Linked DNA regions of Bicyclus anynana: region 2 is linked to region 1. The links are chromatin contacts, called in public Hi-C maps. All regions are on one chromosome and are shown on one strand. The core of a region is the stretch at or near the end of the contact, and the rest is flanking DNA. Distances in the headings are between cores, read along the strand shown.

Evidence for each region. Hi-C and Micro-C count contacts between places; a contact is called where the count stands out from the background.
Region 2: a Hi-C map of whole larva shows a contact between it and region 1, with 2.4 times the contacts expected there. The contact joins two enhancer-like sites. A contact is called at or near these places in 2 of 2 Hi-C or Micro-C datasets (whole body and whole larva).

What each region holds. Positions count from the first base shown.
Region 1 is chr11:14,999,848-15,007,701 of ilBicAnyn1.1, forward strand. All of the region lies in intron 1 of LOC112043767 (protein tweety-like), which reads left to right. Among protein-coding and RNA genes, the nearest start is that of LOC112043767, 11 kb to the left of the region's middle. Within about 2 kb of position 4,179, at least 5 of the 8 cell types and tissues checked have open chromatin away from gene starts, as enhancers often do.
Region 2 is chr11:15,035,508-15,043,361 of ilBicAnyn1.1, forward strand. The region is part of intron 2 of LOC112043767 (protein tweety-like); the gene reads left to right. Among protein-coding and RNA genes, the nearest start is that of LOC112052772, 6.3 kb to the left of the region's middle. Within about 2 kb of position 4,829, at least 6 of the 8 cell types and tissues checked have open chromatin away from gene starts, as enhancers often do.

The DNA of each region.
Region 1 (7,854 bases), core at 2,929-5,428:
CGCTGCAGGCCTCGAGCTCGCCTCGGGGCGCGCTTCAAATTGGTTCTTTTGCAACTACCCGCGCTAATGGCCTCACGATGACTGGCCTGATGATTATACGTATCTTTATCTATACTGTAATGAGAGAGCAGAAAATGAATGTCTGCAAATTGATATAATAGAACACGAAAAATAGTTTTTTGGAGTTATTTTCTGTCCATCTGTCTTTTTCGCGTTAACTTTCGAAACTATTTAAAGGATTTTCATGTGGTTGTCACAGATAGATTAAACGAATTCCGAAGCAACTTATTGGGTCCAAGGAGATGGGATGTAAGGAAAAAATATCACAAAAAGAATTCACGTGGATAGAGTCCGGTAGTATTAAAATAACTCAATTATTTATTGTTGTGACCTTGTTTAGGTTCTAGTTGTTCTAACTATTTGGCTTTATATGTAGAGGTAAGGTAGAGGTAGGCGAGTTTGTGTGTGTGTGAGAAACTGAAAGAACATTGGGGAAGCAGAAGCGTGTTTATAAATTATCATTATCTGTCTTTGATTGCTTGAGCAACGGTTTTTGGTAAGCGAGTTTCGTTGCCTTCCCTAGTAGCTGTATTACCCTTTAAAGAATTTTACATTATTTAGAGGGGAATACATTTCTGCTGTTGATTTCGTTTACAGTTTACACATAAATACGTTTGTGCCGTCAACTTTCTACTTTACCCAAAGCTAAACCCTCGTCGAACTACTGAGAGTATATATTTTCGTATTTTAGAGGCGTTGTCGCACGGATAGTCGATCATTGTCAAAATATCCGTACCGTTAGTCACATCGTGATCTTTCGCAAAGAAACGGTTGTATTCTATATTGAAGTCCTCGATTTTGAAAAACTTAAAGGCGTCGAAACACATGATCTTGTGATAAAACGCGTGTAAAATATTCAAAAAGTATTGATTCCAAATGTCAATTGATTCCATTACTCGGCTTAGTTCTCTCGATTTACGTACACGCGACGCGATGTTTTCGGGAGGGTTGGAAATCCAATCAACTCCCCCTCGAATAAGAGCTCTCTCTCAATTTGTACCAACGACTGCTTGACGCGTCGACTCTCCGACTTACAGCTTAGACAAACCGCCTTACACAAAATGTTTCGGTTGATGGCACTGACAAATTGCTTATCGGTTCTATTGCTGGCACTTCCAAATTTGTTCGTTCACAAAGCAAGAAAGCTTTTGCGTCTTACGCCCAATTATTCTTTTTCGGTGTCTTGCTCAAACCAATGCATTCTTTGTGGGACATAATGGTGACAACTTTCCTTAAGAGTTGAGTGGTAAGCAATTCCTAATGATACTCTGTCTAAACCGTTTACGTTTAGTACGTAAGATTATCGACTATATAGCTGTGTAGATCTCTGCGACGCCTGGCAACTTTATGATAGAACGATGAACGTGGAACGAGACCAAACGGTTCCCGTGCATACCTTCCTATGTCTTGTAGACACGCAAGAGGCAACTCCAAATTTGTAGTTTAAAGTTGTTCATGGTTTGTTAGCTATGAGCTTTCTATGCCAGTGCTTCACCGAAACCAATGCAACTACTGGAGGAAACCATGCTGGAGAAAGAATATTACTGTAGTACTCGCATTGCTTAACCTCTTGTGCTTTAAAGTGTCTTTTACATAGATTGCTTACTAATTTCTTGAAGATGTGATCGTGATACTTCAAAATCTCATCATGAGACGTTAGGAATATAATAAAATCGCTTCAGTAATTTAGGCGCTACGGTGGAACATACACGCATACATAGATTGCCAAAATCATTACCTTTCCTTTTAGCTTCGTCGTAGTGTGGTAAAAATTAGGTCCGAAGAATTCTTTTGCATCAAAACAGCGACATACCCAACAAGTCGTCAAGCTGTAACATGCTATGCAGTTGTTTAAATGATGAGTTGGCGCGTGTCAGAAGCCACTGGCATTAAATTATGCCAGTGGATTGATTAGCATACCAGAGACCAATGAGCCTCAAGCGACTGAGACCGTAGAATGTGGAAATCTCTATAAGGACTCATGATCTATATATCCAAGATATAGTTCAGTCGGTTGCTTAGTACCCTGGCATATTCACGCTCAATAAAAATGTTTAGCACCTTTTACACAGATCAAAGTAGTTTTCCCCTAAAAGGGAACCGTCTTACCCTGCAGTGATAGCTGTATGTCTGCTTTTCAAAGACAGACAGACGCGTCAGTACGTATGCAGTCTTTACTTATTTGGCCTTAGCAGCGACGCAATCGACACCTTGACCTATTGCGGTGCAGCGAGATATATCACCGATTTCTAAATCGGACATTGCAATATGCATTTATTTAAATTATACGCATGTTGTGTTTAAATATCATTAAACTAAATTGAACCCACAATGTAGTGTGGGTTCGAATCCGGTCCGGGGCATGCGCCTCCAACTTTTCGGTTAGTGTCCATCTTAAGAAATTAGATATCACTTGTCTCAAACGGTGAAGGAAAACCATCATGATGAAACCTGCATACCAGAGAATTTTCTTAATTCTCTGCGTGCGTGAATTCTGCCAATCCGTATTGGGCCAGCGTTGACTATTGGCCTAACCTAACCCCTCTAATTCCGAGAGGAGACTCGAGCTCAGAAGTGAACCGAATATGGTAATACGATCGCTGGACCTTCGTCATTCAAAGACTTGAACTTTGTCACTCCGTAATTGCCTACCATAGTATTTTGTATGTACTTCGATAATCAAATATGTCTCCATGGGCCATTACTCAGACAACTAACTTCGTGACCATAAATAACAGGCTTACGATCGCCATAGTGTTAAATAATTTCACGTAATAGTTATTGTTTCAATTTTCTATAACAAAACAAATTTTTAAGCAGTTATCACAAGTTAAGTAAATTATAAAACTAATACTACTTGAACATGGAAGGCAGCATCAATTTATTCATAATATAAAATGACAGTAGGTAGTTTAAGTACCTACTTACCTACAGTTTCTTATATTACTATAGAAAAATCTAAGGAATCATCTTTGAAAGAGGTCATTGCCCGTGAACATGACATTGTATGAATCGGCAAAAATCTATAGACGCGATAGATGCAAGATACTTAGGCTTACACCTTACAAAGTCGCCCCCCTGGTTCGCGGAGTGAAACGTGGATAGCGTGTCTAAGCACTAAACGTGCATAGCGTGTCTGAGCACTAAAAAGGCTTTTAAAAATTCACCCGCCGACTTGCGGACGTGGTCTAAAATAGGTCGGAATGCTTTGTCGGGTATGCTAATTTTTATCCGGACGCACTTACAATAAGGCGCCTCAGACTAAAGCCGGACGTCCGGGACTATGCCACTATATTCGTAAATATTTATTGCCATCAACTGCAACGGTACTCGTATATTATGAGCTTCCTTCGAATTTAAAGCTACTCATAGAGCACGCGCAGACATAAAGAGTTCAGGCATTCGCAGTGGAAATTTTAATATGGTACTTATATTTACGTACTCAAATTACGTTAATATTTACTGAGTTTTATACAGTATGGTATAACGTTAATAAATGTATTTGGTGCAGGTAAAGTGATACATGAACAAATGGCGAGCAAACGCAGCATAACTCTGTCGTTATGCAAAGGGTGGTAAATTTAAATTGGCAGTGCGCAGGACATGTAGTCCGAAAAACAGATTCGAGGTACAAGACATTTTACTAGTAGAATGTCGACCGCAAATGATAATTGTGACGAGCACAGATAAAATTGGAAGAACTATGGTGGCAGGCTATAACTAAGTTTACAGGATTAGATGAGATTATAGGACAGGACAGGAGAGTAACAATAAGGTAGGAGAATGGCTGATGAAAAAGATGATGGCCAGAAAATGAGCATACGGTCGAACCGTATGTTACGTGAACCGTCGCCGGTTGTCATTTGACTCATCTGAAGCATTGCTAATGCAACAACAAAATAAACCTATTTACCGTAAACCAAGGCATTACTAACTGCACCACAAGTGTAGTCACATTGCAATGTATAGGTTTCTGGCATCTGCATATCCAACAATCGAATTTAACACAAGAGTGATGCAGTCTAGATCTTTCCATTCATCTTAAGCAGGTGCAACTGGGTCAAGAACCCCATAGCACAGTCGGCATTAACGACGATATTGATCGCGACATTACAGCGCACAGGTGTGTTACGTTTGTTATCCAGTATTCCAGTTTTGAACGACACATTTCAATCGAGCCTATACGTACATTACGTCAGACTCTTAATAAAAATTGGTATAACAATCGGATAAATTATTGTCAATACCTCGATTTTGTTTCTTAGCTTTTCTTGTAAGCTTAAATTGTATATTTCTTAGAATCTTTGTTGTATACTGTCAATATTACCAAACTTTTGCTGGCACTGTAAAAATTGTATTTTGGATTTTATAGAAATCTCTTACTATTTAGCATTAGACTGTTTGCCAAGAAAAGCCTTATTCGATAGATATATTTCGTTTACCTTAGGAGTCTCATTCAAAAGCGTTCGGACCGAAAAAAACCTAAGCAGATATACCAAAATGCTCAAAAGAACGTCAGGAAGGGTGTCTGATTTAGCATCATAATTTGACTTACATGACTCGCAAGTTAAATTAAAGCTTTAGTAAAATATTGATTAGTCTTTGTAGGTTAATCGAATATTCTTCTACTTAACTCTGATAATAAGGTACCTACTATTTAAATAAAATGTCTCCTACTTTGAAGTTCTCTTGTTACCAATATCAAACTGTCTTCAGTCCTCTTCCTCCTCAAATACTTTAACACCAGGTGCTAGTTGGCCGAAACAAGTTTTCTCCAACCGGATCTATCCCCGAGGACATCAAACTGGAACTAACCTTAATTGTTATTTAACCAAAGTATTTGTGATCTTAAATTGGCATTACAACGTTCAGCTTCCCATCTAACGCTACTTTAATTTATCATGATTTATTTCAACTGTTATGAATATCTAACAAAATGTTCATCAATCATCGTTATGTCGATGTGCGAATTGCGTTTCAATTAAAGGAATGATATCATCATATAATGACGAAGCCTCAATAGCTCTTCGGTAGAGGCTGAACTCATCTCTGAGAGATCGTGGTACGCCCGTTGTCTTATCCACTCCTAAGAATTTCTTTTCTGATTAGTTGGAGAAAAGGTATGGCAAATATTCTTTTAAAAAAATATGGGTTGGATAAGGACACTTTATATTAATAGTAACTTAACTATTGACACATCTTAGCATGATGAGATGTGTCAGTAGCTAGAAAGGAAGATACCGAAAATAGGATGGACGATGACTTGAAATTCGAAAGATTTCACCGTGGAGCAGAGATTTCTTCACCTGAGCCTGACAGCCAAATTTCAATTTGAAGAAGGTAACCCATGATGATGAGCCCCCATGATGATTACTAATCATCATCATCATCTACTACAGGACCAGATATTGAAAGTGGTTTGGCGGGCGTAGGGTGTTCATGATTCTGTAACGAGTTCAAATAAATTATGACCGGGATAGACGCTGACGGTTTAACATGCTCTCTGAGGCACGGGGTCGATTCCCACTATCTTCCAAACTCCGTATAGTAAGCCCTCATTCGCACGAGAGCTTTTTTAACGGACGTTCAAATACAAAAAATGCATTCCCAAGTAAGTATATGTCCACACGACAGTTTTAAAAACACGAGTCTTTTTTTTCGAGCAAAATTGAAAATGCAACACTATTTTCAATTTTAGGCGTTGGAAATAGACCTTAATTTAGCTTCATACTTTATCTGAACGCTTTAAAAAAACTCTCGTGCGAATGAGGATTAAGACGTACAGTATGGTAAGTATGTATTTCTTTGTCCCTTGGTGATCTTTAGTACGTACAAAGGAGAGGACAAACAAACACTAACTTCGGCATTTATAATATGAGTATCAATGACATCATGTTATGGAAAAGTATGATAATGTTTCCGTGAACATACTCTTGTGCTAGCTAGCACATTGTGCAGTTGCGAATCGTTCACACGCTGTTATCAGTGCGGAGTGGGCGTCGTCCGGGCAACTGATAACACGCTGTAGTCCGAGAGCTGGTCGACATTTTTGGTAGGTGTTTGAGACAAGCTGACAACGTGTTCTCATTGGCAGTTCATAGATGCAAAAATACACTGCCTGTCCTGATAATTTGCGAATCTGAATTAAGAGGGAAATTTGCATTTTGTACAATTTGCACGTATAGTGCCTACCCTCGTTTAAAATATTATGTACGCCACTGTCTTTCCTCTACTACCCTAATACAACAGTAGACCTGGCTGGGGACTAGTGGTGCTAAATATTAATATTTGAAAGATGTAAAGTTTGTGGTGTTGTAGGGGGTAATCTTTGTGTCTACTGCACCGATTTTGAAAATTCTCTTACCACTAAAAAGCTACGTTATTTGTCAGTGTCATAAGTTATAGTATATCTCCGCTTTGTAACGGTAACCGTGGGGAGCCCGCCTAATCTATAAATAAAGGGTGCATATTAAAAAAAAAACTTTGAGGCAATCTATTTAAATACCTACCCAAAAATGTTGACCAGCTCTCCAGCTATGTCTCTTGTGGCTTGTTTGCGTTGTAAATTGTTGCTTTAAGCTAATTACATTTCACTTTCCTTATTTGATCAACAGCTGCTTAATTTAAATCATCAAATACGAATTGTATGTTTTTTTGTGTGAATTTCAACGTCATCATTATCCATTGAAGGATGTTCACTGTTGGACATACGCCTCCTGTAAGGGATTTTTGTAGTAGATAAATAAATAGACCAAATTAATTATTTAAATTTATTTTTGCGCAATGCTTACAATTAAGATTTTTTTATTTTTCTTCTATTTTCTTCTAAACATCACGCAGTATCCAGCGGCTCCCGCTGACCCGCTTGATGTCATCAATGGTGGATCGATCAACAAAGCGTTCGTTTTTTGGTGTATTTAAAAATTTTAATAAAAAAAATTCAACCGACTTTCAACTCAAAAATAACCTAAACTAAAAAGCAAAAAATAACATCTTACCTAAGTGCTACCTTCTGATCAGTTTGAAGGCGGTGCCAAGCCAGTGATGTTTCAATTCAAGCCGTTTAAATTACGTAATTTCTGTAGTTGTTTCAGAAACGGCTTTAATAAAAACACTGGATTGGCACCGCCTTCAAACTGATCAGAAGGTAGCACATAGGTAAGATGTTATTTTTTGCTTTTTAGTTTAGGTTATTTTTGAGTTGGAAGTCGGTTGAATTTTTTTTATTAAAATTTTTATTTTTTCATTTTTAGTGTTAGCTTACCTACGGAGTGTGAACAAAAATTTATAAGCAATTCGCTGAAACGTTATTTTTTTATGATAAGTCCCTAAATCCTACAACCCCAATTTTGAGAATACTACCTTAACTCATTTACAAAATTTCACTCCCCCTTTATATCCACTCGTAATATGAATATCCAAAAAAACTTAACTTCTTAACTGTCCTTCGTCTTCATCACCAGACCCTTAATACAGTGACAACCCATCTAGGTGGAAAGTTCTCATCAATACTAATTTATCAAGTCCAAACACAAGGTAGCTACTGTGAACCGTCGAGGAGTTCTCTTCACTCTCCTTCCTCTTCATCACCAGACCCCTAATACAGTCACAAACCATCTAGGTGGAATGTTCTCATCAATACAAATTTATGAAGTCCAAACACAAGGTAGCTACTGTGAACCGTCGAGGAGTTCCCTTCACTGTCCTTTGTCTTCATCACTAGACCCCTAATACAGTCACAAGCCATCTAGGTGGAATGTTCTCATCAATACAAATTTATCAAGTCCAAACACA
Region 2 (7,854 bases), core at 3,579-6,078, 36 kb after region 1:
CAGCAATTGAAAAAGTAGTAAGAGGTCGAGGATATGTCTTAGCGCTAATTGGCGGTGTGTCTGTGATTGGGGTCTATTTCTCTCCGAACCGTACTCTGGCCGAATTCGAGCAGTTGCTGTTGGAGATCGGAACAACGATCAATAGTAGCCGTCCAAGTCGCGTGCTTGTTGCTGGCGATTTCAATGCTAAATCTGTAGCGTGGGGATCCCCGGCAACCGATGCACCTGGCGAGACTCTTGAAGATTGGGCAATTTTGACAGGCTTGGAAGTGCTGAACCGAGGGTCAACATTCACGTGCGTGCGGCGAAATGGCGGCTCTATTGTAGATGTTTCGTTCGCCGATGCTTGCCTAGCGCGTTGTGTTAGTGGGTGGAAGGTTTTTAAAAATGTGGTGTCACTTTCAGATCATCGATATATCAGGTATGATGTGTTTACCCATTCGATTTCAATAAGACCTCGAACCCAAACCATGCGGAATATTGGCCCTCGTTGGTCCATTAAGCGTCTTGACCGTGATGCTTTAGTTGAAGCGGCGCTGGTACAAGCGTGGCTTCCGGTACCTGCAGATACCATAGTAGTAGAAGAAGAAACTGAGTGGCTCGGTCAGGCTATTACGCAAGTTTGCGATGTGGCTATGCCACGGACCGGTTTTATTCCCCCGAGAGATGCTGTATACTGGTGGTCTGAGGAGCTAGCTCAATTGCGCAGATCCTGTGTGGCCACTAGACGCCAATTCACGAGGAGTAGGCGACGGCGAACTCGTAATCAGCGAGAAGAAGAGCGACTTTACGCGGTATATCGGGAGGCTGTCGTGACTCTCCAGGTGGCTATAAGAACAGCTAAAAACTTAGCCAAAGAGGAAATGTTAGCCAGTCTTGATGCCGATCCCTGGGGTAGGCCCTATAAAATAATAAGACGCAAGTTACGTCCAAAGGCGCCACCACTAACGGAAACTCTCCAGCCCCAGCACCTGGAATTAGTAGTGGACACGCTATTCGCTAATAGGGAAGATGTGACCCCGCCAAGCATGGCACCTTACATCAGTGAAGGAGATACATCCTTTTCGGAAGTTTCCGAGGGAGAGTTTCAAGCAGCGGTGAAACGGCTTCAATCCAAAAACACTGCCCCGGGTCCCGACGGCGTCCCTGGGAAGGCGTGGGTGTTTGCCCTTGGCCCTCTGGAACCTAGAGTTAGAGCTCTCTTTAGCGCATGTCTAGAGCAGGGACAGTATCCTCGTACTTGGAAAATTGGAAAACTTGTATTACTCCGAAAGATAGGTCGTCCTGCTGACTCAGCTTCAGCATACAGGCCGATTGTCTTGCTGAATGAGGTAAACAAACTCTTTGAGCGAATAGTGTCAAATCGGCTTGTCAAGCATTTGGAGGAGGTGGGGCCAAACCTGAGCGAAAACCAGTATGGATTCCGTCGAGGCAGGTCCACTATCGATGCTATTGCTCGGGTGAGGGCTTTGACGGAAGACGCACTTTCCCAAGGCGAAGTGGTTTTAGCGGTATCTCTTGATATTTCAAACGCATTTAATAGTCTCCCATGGAGCTGCATACGGGAGGCTTTGAGGTATCACGGGATACCGGGATACCTACGGCGAATCGTGGAAAATTACCTTTCTGAAAGAGTAGTGACATACCCAGCTAACAGTGGATGGACGCGGAGGGAGATGACATGCGGTGTTCCACAGGGTTCGGTCCTTGGTCCACTTCTGTGGAATATCGGATACGACTGGGTGTTACGGGGCTTTAACGTGCAGGGCGTTGACGTCACGTGTTATGCAGATGACACCCTTGTTACTGCCCGTGGCAAAACCTTCAGAGAGGCGCGTATACTTGCGACAGCTGGTGTGGCTCAGGTAGTGGCACGGATCCGGCGATTGGGGTTGGAGGTAGCCCTTAATAAATCTGAGGCTCTATACTTTCATGGCCCAAGGATGTTACCTTCGGTTGAGTTTGACCTCGTCGTTGGAGGAGTATCTATCCCTGTTGAGTCGACTATGAAGTACCTTGGACTCGTCCTCGACAGTCGATGGAAATTTGCGGAACACTTCCGACGACTGGTCCCAAAGTTAATTGGTGCCACCGGGGCGCTGAGCCGGCTTCTCCCAAACGTGGGTGGACCCAACGTCGCCTGCCGTCGCCTTTACACTGGAGTAGTGCGATCGATGGCATTGTATGGGGCGCCAATATGGGTATACTCTCTGACTGCTCAAAACCGAACACTGTTGCAGAGGCCGCAGCGGGTCATGGCTGCCAGGGTAGTCAGAGCTTATCGAACCATCTCCTGCGAAGCTGCCTGCGCTTTGGCTGGGACGCCTCCATGGGATCTGGATGCGGAGGTATTGGCGTCAATGCACCTGCTCAGGGTGGAAGCCCAATCACGAGGAGAACAAATTTCCCGGGGAATAATAACCAAGTGGAAGCGCAAAGCTCACGGCGAAGTTCTTAGGAAGTGGCAAGAGAGGCTAGAGTTGCCAGGTGCAGGTCGACAAACAATTGAAGCGATTCGACCTGTACTCCAACGGTGGGTACAAAGGAGGTACGGTGAAATTACGTTTCACCTTACACAAGTTATTTCGGGGCACGGCTGCTTCGGAAGATACCTGTGGAAGGTGGCCGGTAGAGAGCCTACAGAGGTTTGCCATGAGTGTGGCTGTGCCTCTGATACCGCACAGCATACTCTGGCTGAATGTTCCAGTTGGGAGGAGCCACGCGAGGCGCTGATGGCTGTAATCGGACGAGATCTATCTCTGCCAAGCGTCATAAAAGCCATGACGAAAAATGAGAAGTCCTGGGAAGCTGTTGTCTCCTTCTGTGAGATTGTGATGTCACAGAAAGAGGCAGCGGAAAGGTTGAGAGAGGTCGACGTGGATTCTCATCCTATCCGCCGTAAGAGAGCCGGACGCAGGCGGCTCGTTCAGGACCGTCATTTGCCTCCTTGACGAGGACCTCCGGGTGATAGATACGGGGAATCTGTCACCCACCGGAGATAAGTCCTCGAGTCGTTAACGCTTTCAGTGTTTCCTAAGCGATCGTAATAAAACTACAGGAGAGCTCAATTTACGAGTGTCGCTGGCTGGGTTGCGGTAGTTTACGAAATGTTCCCGTGGCTCAGTCATCAGGCGGCGAGTAGGAACACCGTGGGGTTTTAGTCGGTTGAAGTCCGACATAACCTTCTTGCCTCCCCGTGGCGAGAAGGTATCCATGAGGATTTCCCCACGTAAAAAAAAAAAAAAAAAAAAAAAAAAGGCTTTTATTCATATTGCCTTGCTCGTTTATTAGTATTTAAAGGGTCAAGATGGTTTGTATGATTTTAAGTGACAAAGCGTCACCTATAACGAGAGCCGTGATAACCCAGTGCAAATGACCTCTGCCTCCGATTCTGGAGGGTGTGGGTTCGAATCCGGTCCGGGACATGCACCTCCAACTGTTCAGTTGTGTGCATTTTAAGAAATTAAATATCATGTGTCTCAATCGGTGAAGGAAAACATCGTGAGGAAACCTGCATACCAGACAATTATCTTAATTCTCTGCGTGTGTGAAGTCTGCCAATTCGCATTGGGCCAGCGTGGTGGACTATTGGCCTTACCCCTCTCATTCTGAGAGGAGACTCGAGCTCAGCAGTGAGCCGAATATGGGTTGATGACGAATACAAATGGCTATGTTTCTGGTCAAGGTATCAAAGGCTACGTCGACGTCTCTTGCATACTTTTGTTACATTCAAATTGGACATAAGAAAACGCACGCAATAATCCAAGTTACATGTCTTAGACGCGGGCGTCTGCAAGTTGCAAATAATAAATCATGTTATGGATCAAATTCTGCATACTGAAGTCATCATTTTCATCATTATTAGATTATGGCCGATAATACTACCAGGCCTTAAGTTTTCCGGGATAAGGGGGATTATAGAAAAACTGAAGGAATCAAACTGAAGTAGAACCACTAATTGACTTATTGATTGAGCTGTTTTGTGTGAAGTCTTCCGACTATTCAGTGTTAGAGTACTTGATAATAAGATACATTGAGAAACGAGAAAATCTCATGCTACGTGTACCTACCCGATCGTATTTTATTAGGCTTGAACTAGATTTAGAGGCAAGTGGGACGTTAATTTGTCGGTAAATGTTAAAATTACATCTTCGCGAGTACTATTTTAGGAGTTTGTATTATGACATCACACTGCCATTACGTGATATCACCGAGCCTTTCGTGAATTGTGAATTAAATATGTCCATAAGGCCGTATAGCAGAGTTAATGGGCAGATGGACTTGAATAGGCCTAAGAAGCACGCCATATTTCATGAAGACCAAATGACATATTGTCGACCAATAGCGGTGGATCGAAAGTATCGGTCTCTCCTTCATACCATCGCAACTAATGAGAAAGCTTATACTCGTTTTCGCCGTTATTGGTCGACTCTTTATGTTTGTTTGGTTGAACGCGCCAATTTAATGAACTAGTGGTCCGATTTCAAAAATTCTTTCAGTGTTTGATAGCCCATTTATCCAGGAAGGTTATAGGCCATATATTATCCTCGTATACCTACGGAAACGGGAACCATTTGGGTGAAACCGCACGGCGTCAGCTATTATATATTTTCCTAATGTTGGTTCTTAATTAGTCCTCAGAGTAAGCGGTACATTTAGTTCAGTCGTAGTTTATGCGAAACGAAATCGTGTCATACGTGACACAGAAATACTTTTGCAATATGGGGTAATTTTTTATCTTTGAAAGGTACGCGACACACAATTCGAGCGAACGTTTCGCGGTACGAAGGCTTTAGCGGGAGTGAGTCACTCCGTGAGTCAACAACTGCACCGCCTGAACCTGCGACCTTTGTTTAAAAATATAGGTTATTGATCCATAACCGCGAGATTCCCTATATTACTGAACCGTGGCGCTAACATGCGACCGCGTGCTGAGATATAGAGAATTTAATTGAGAAGTTAGTGCCATACCTATTTTTTATTATTGTCGGAACATGTAGACAATTAGACATCCTGTAGACACAGCATGCGACCAACGAAATATCTCGGGAAGACGAAATGACATATTATTGTCGATCAATAGCGGTCGTATTTTCTCTTCACAAGATATTATGTCGTGGTCGACAATATCTTTTTCTCTTCACGAGATATTATGTCGCGGTCGACAATATCTTTTTCTCTTCACGAGATATTATGTCGTGGTCCACAATATCTTTTTCTCTTCACGAGATATTATGTCGTGGTCGACAATATCTTTTTCTCTTCACGAGATATTATGTCGTGGTCCACAATATCTTTTTCTCTTCACGAGATATTATGTCGTGGTCGACAATATCTTTTTCTCTTCACGAGATATTATGTCGTGGTCGACAATATCTTTTTCTCTTCACGAGATATTATGTCGTAGTCGACAATGTCTTTTTCTTTTCGTGAAATATTATGCTTGATATGCTTATATGATGTTTTAAATCATCTGACTGCTGACTAGCCCTAGCACAGGTTGGGTTGCACATGCACTAGTTGATATAAGTTATTTTTGGACCAGTAAGTTATTTGTCCTGTCAAAGATGGAACTCAACACATTAATAGACCGCAAAAATGGATAAATAGCCGCGATAGCCCAGTGGATATGAACTCTGTTTTTAATTCCAACGTTTCGTTTATGCGCATTTTAAGAAATTAAATATCACGTCTCAAAACATCGTGAGGAAACCTGCATACCTGAGATTTTTTTAATTCTCTACGTTTGTGTAGTCTGCCAATCCGCATTGGGCCAGAGTGGTGGACTATTTGGCCTAACTCCGAGACTCGAGCTCAGCAGTAAGCCGAATATAGGTTGATAATGAATAAAGGGTAAAGTTGAAAGATTTGATATACACACCTAAAGAGGAAGTTCGTTTCGTGTACATTACTAACCCTGTTAAAATATGGTCATACATATTCAGCAATGCCACAGGCATATGTTAGTCAGTTTATAAATAGACAATGTACTAAGCAGCTGTTTCTGACCACACTAACAGTATGTGCTTGTATGACATCTGTGATCTGGTTCAGTTACTATGGGAGCTTACGCATTTGATTACTTATTAGAAGTGGCCTAATTGAGCATTTACATTGGAATCTATCAGTAATCTATGTATACTAATACTTTCCATTGTATATGCTCTGTTAGGACACTTATAAGCGATGACTTATTATTATTGATGACATAAAGATGTAACGCTTGTGAAGTAGTAAAGCGTTCGCTTTTAGCGTTGTCTGTTCTGTGGGGTTTAATCTGTGAATTTACGGAATCAATTTTAAAATTTCTTTTACTTAATATTAATTACGTTTGTACTTTACTGAAAGAAAAAACGGCGGCCTCAGTGGTATGCGCGGTGGATTTACAAAACGGAGGTCCTGGGTTCGATCCCCGGCTGGGCAGATTGAGATTTTATTAGTTGGTCCAGGTCTGGCTGGTGGTGGTGGTGGCTAGTTACCACCCTACCGTCAAAGACGTACCGCTAAGCGACTTAGCGTTCCGGTACGATGCCTCGTAGAAACCGAAAGGGATGTGGATTTTCATACTCCTCCTAACAAGTTAGCCCGCTTCCATCTTAGACTACATCATCACTTAGGTACCATCAGGTGAGATTGTAGTCAAGGGCTAACTTGTAAAGAATAAAAAATTGCTTTGGAGTTCCTTCCCTACGTGCAAAGTAAGCATGACTTTTTTATTGTCTATCCCATGGTGTGGGGAATCGTTATAGGTAATTAAGGGTTGAATGAGCTAATTTAAACTACGGAACCCTACACGTGTGGCTCGACACGGACGTAGCAGGTTTTTAAGTTTCAGAGTCCGATCACCGTCACGTACTTACGCGTTGCGGTGCGTTTGTATAGAGATGTGTATCGCATCGTCCCACGCGCACGTAATAGCGACTTATCAGTTAAGCTTCAGTGTAACTTGTAAGCGTAAGCTTTGGTTTACTGATTATATCTTTACCAGCTGGCTCACTTACCACAATGTTTGTTTTACAATGGTAACCTGGCCCTTAACTAGAGAAGCTTGTGTCTTACGGCATGTATCTAATGGCTTGTATCTAACCTAACATGTAGAGAATTATGTAAAGTTGTATGTATGTGTGACACTCGCATAAATAAAGAGAATAGTCTTTCACATAACCAATATTCTTAAAAGTTAATTTGTATTTGACAAACGAGGACGCTTCGCTCGCTCATCCGCATAGTTTGAAAGGTGATGATGCCACAGACAGACATATACACAGACAGACACACACACATTTAGAGAGACATCGACGTAAAATTTAATACCCCTCTTTTTGCGTGGGGGGTAAAACTAAAAAAATAGTAGGTACAACACATAAAAACATGATCAAGTAACCTTTACACAAATAATAAAAATAATTTTATCCGGTACTTAAATATTGCAAACATGGAATACCTATTCGTATTTTCATTGCTAAGATATAAAATATTCTTACCTCGTAATTTTTTCCCCAAAAAGTTTGAATCTCTCAAAGCACACGCGACACCCAGCTGAGACGATCGAGATTGTATCACAAGAAAAATATATTAAAGGTGGAGTTTGAAGAGATAAAAATCTTTGCATTTAAAACTTTGCAGGAACTTTTGAGAAATGGCCGTTTAGATAAGCGTTTTTTTTCGGGACGAGTTTTGCTTACATAAACTCTTGATGTTTATTGTATCTTCTTTTCGTATGGAACATGTAAAAAATACAAGTTCCGAGTACTTCGAGTAAGCCCAAAACGATAATGTGTAAACAATTTACCACGTAGCTTGTGTACAACTCCTAAAGTTGTAACCATATAAGGATTTCTTGAAAGGAAATCT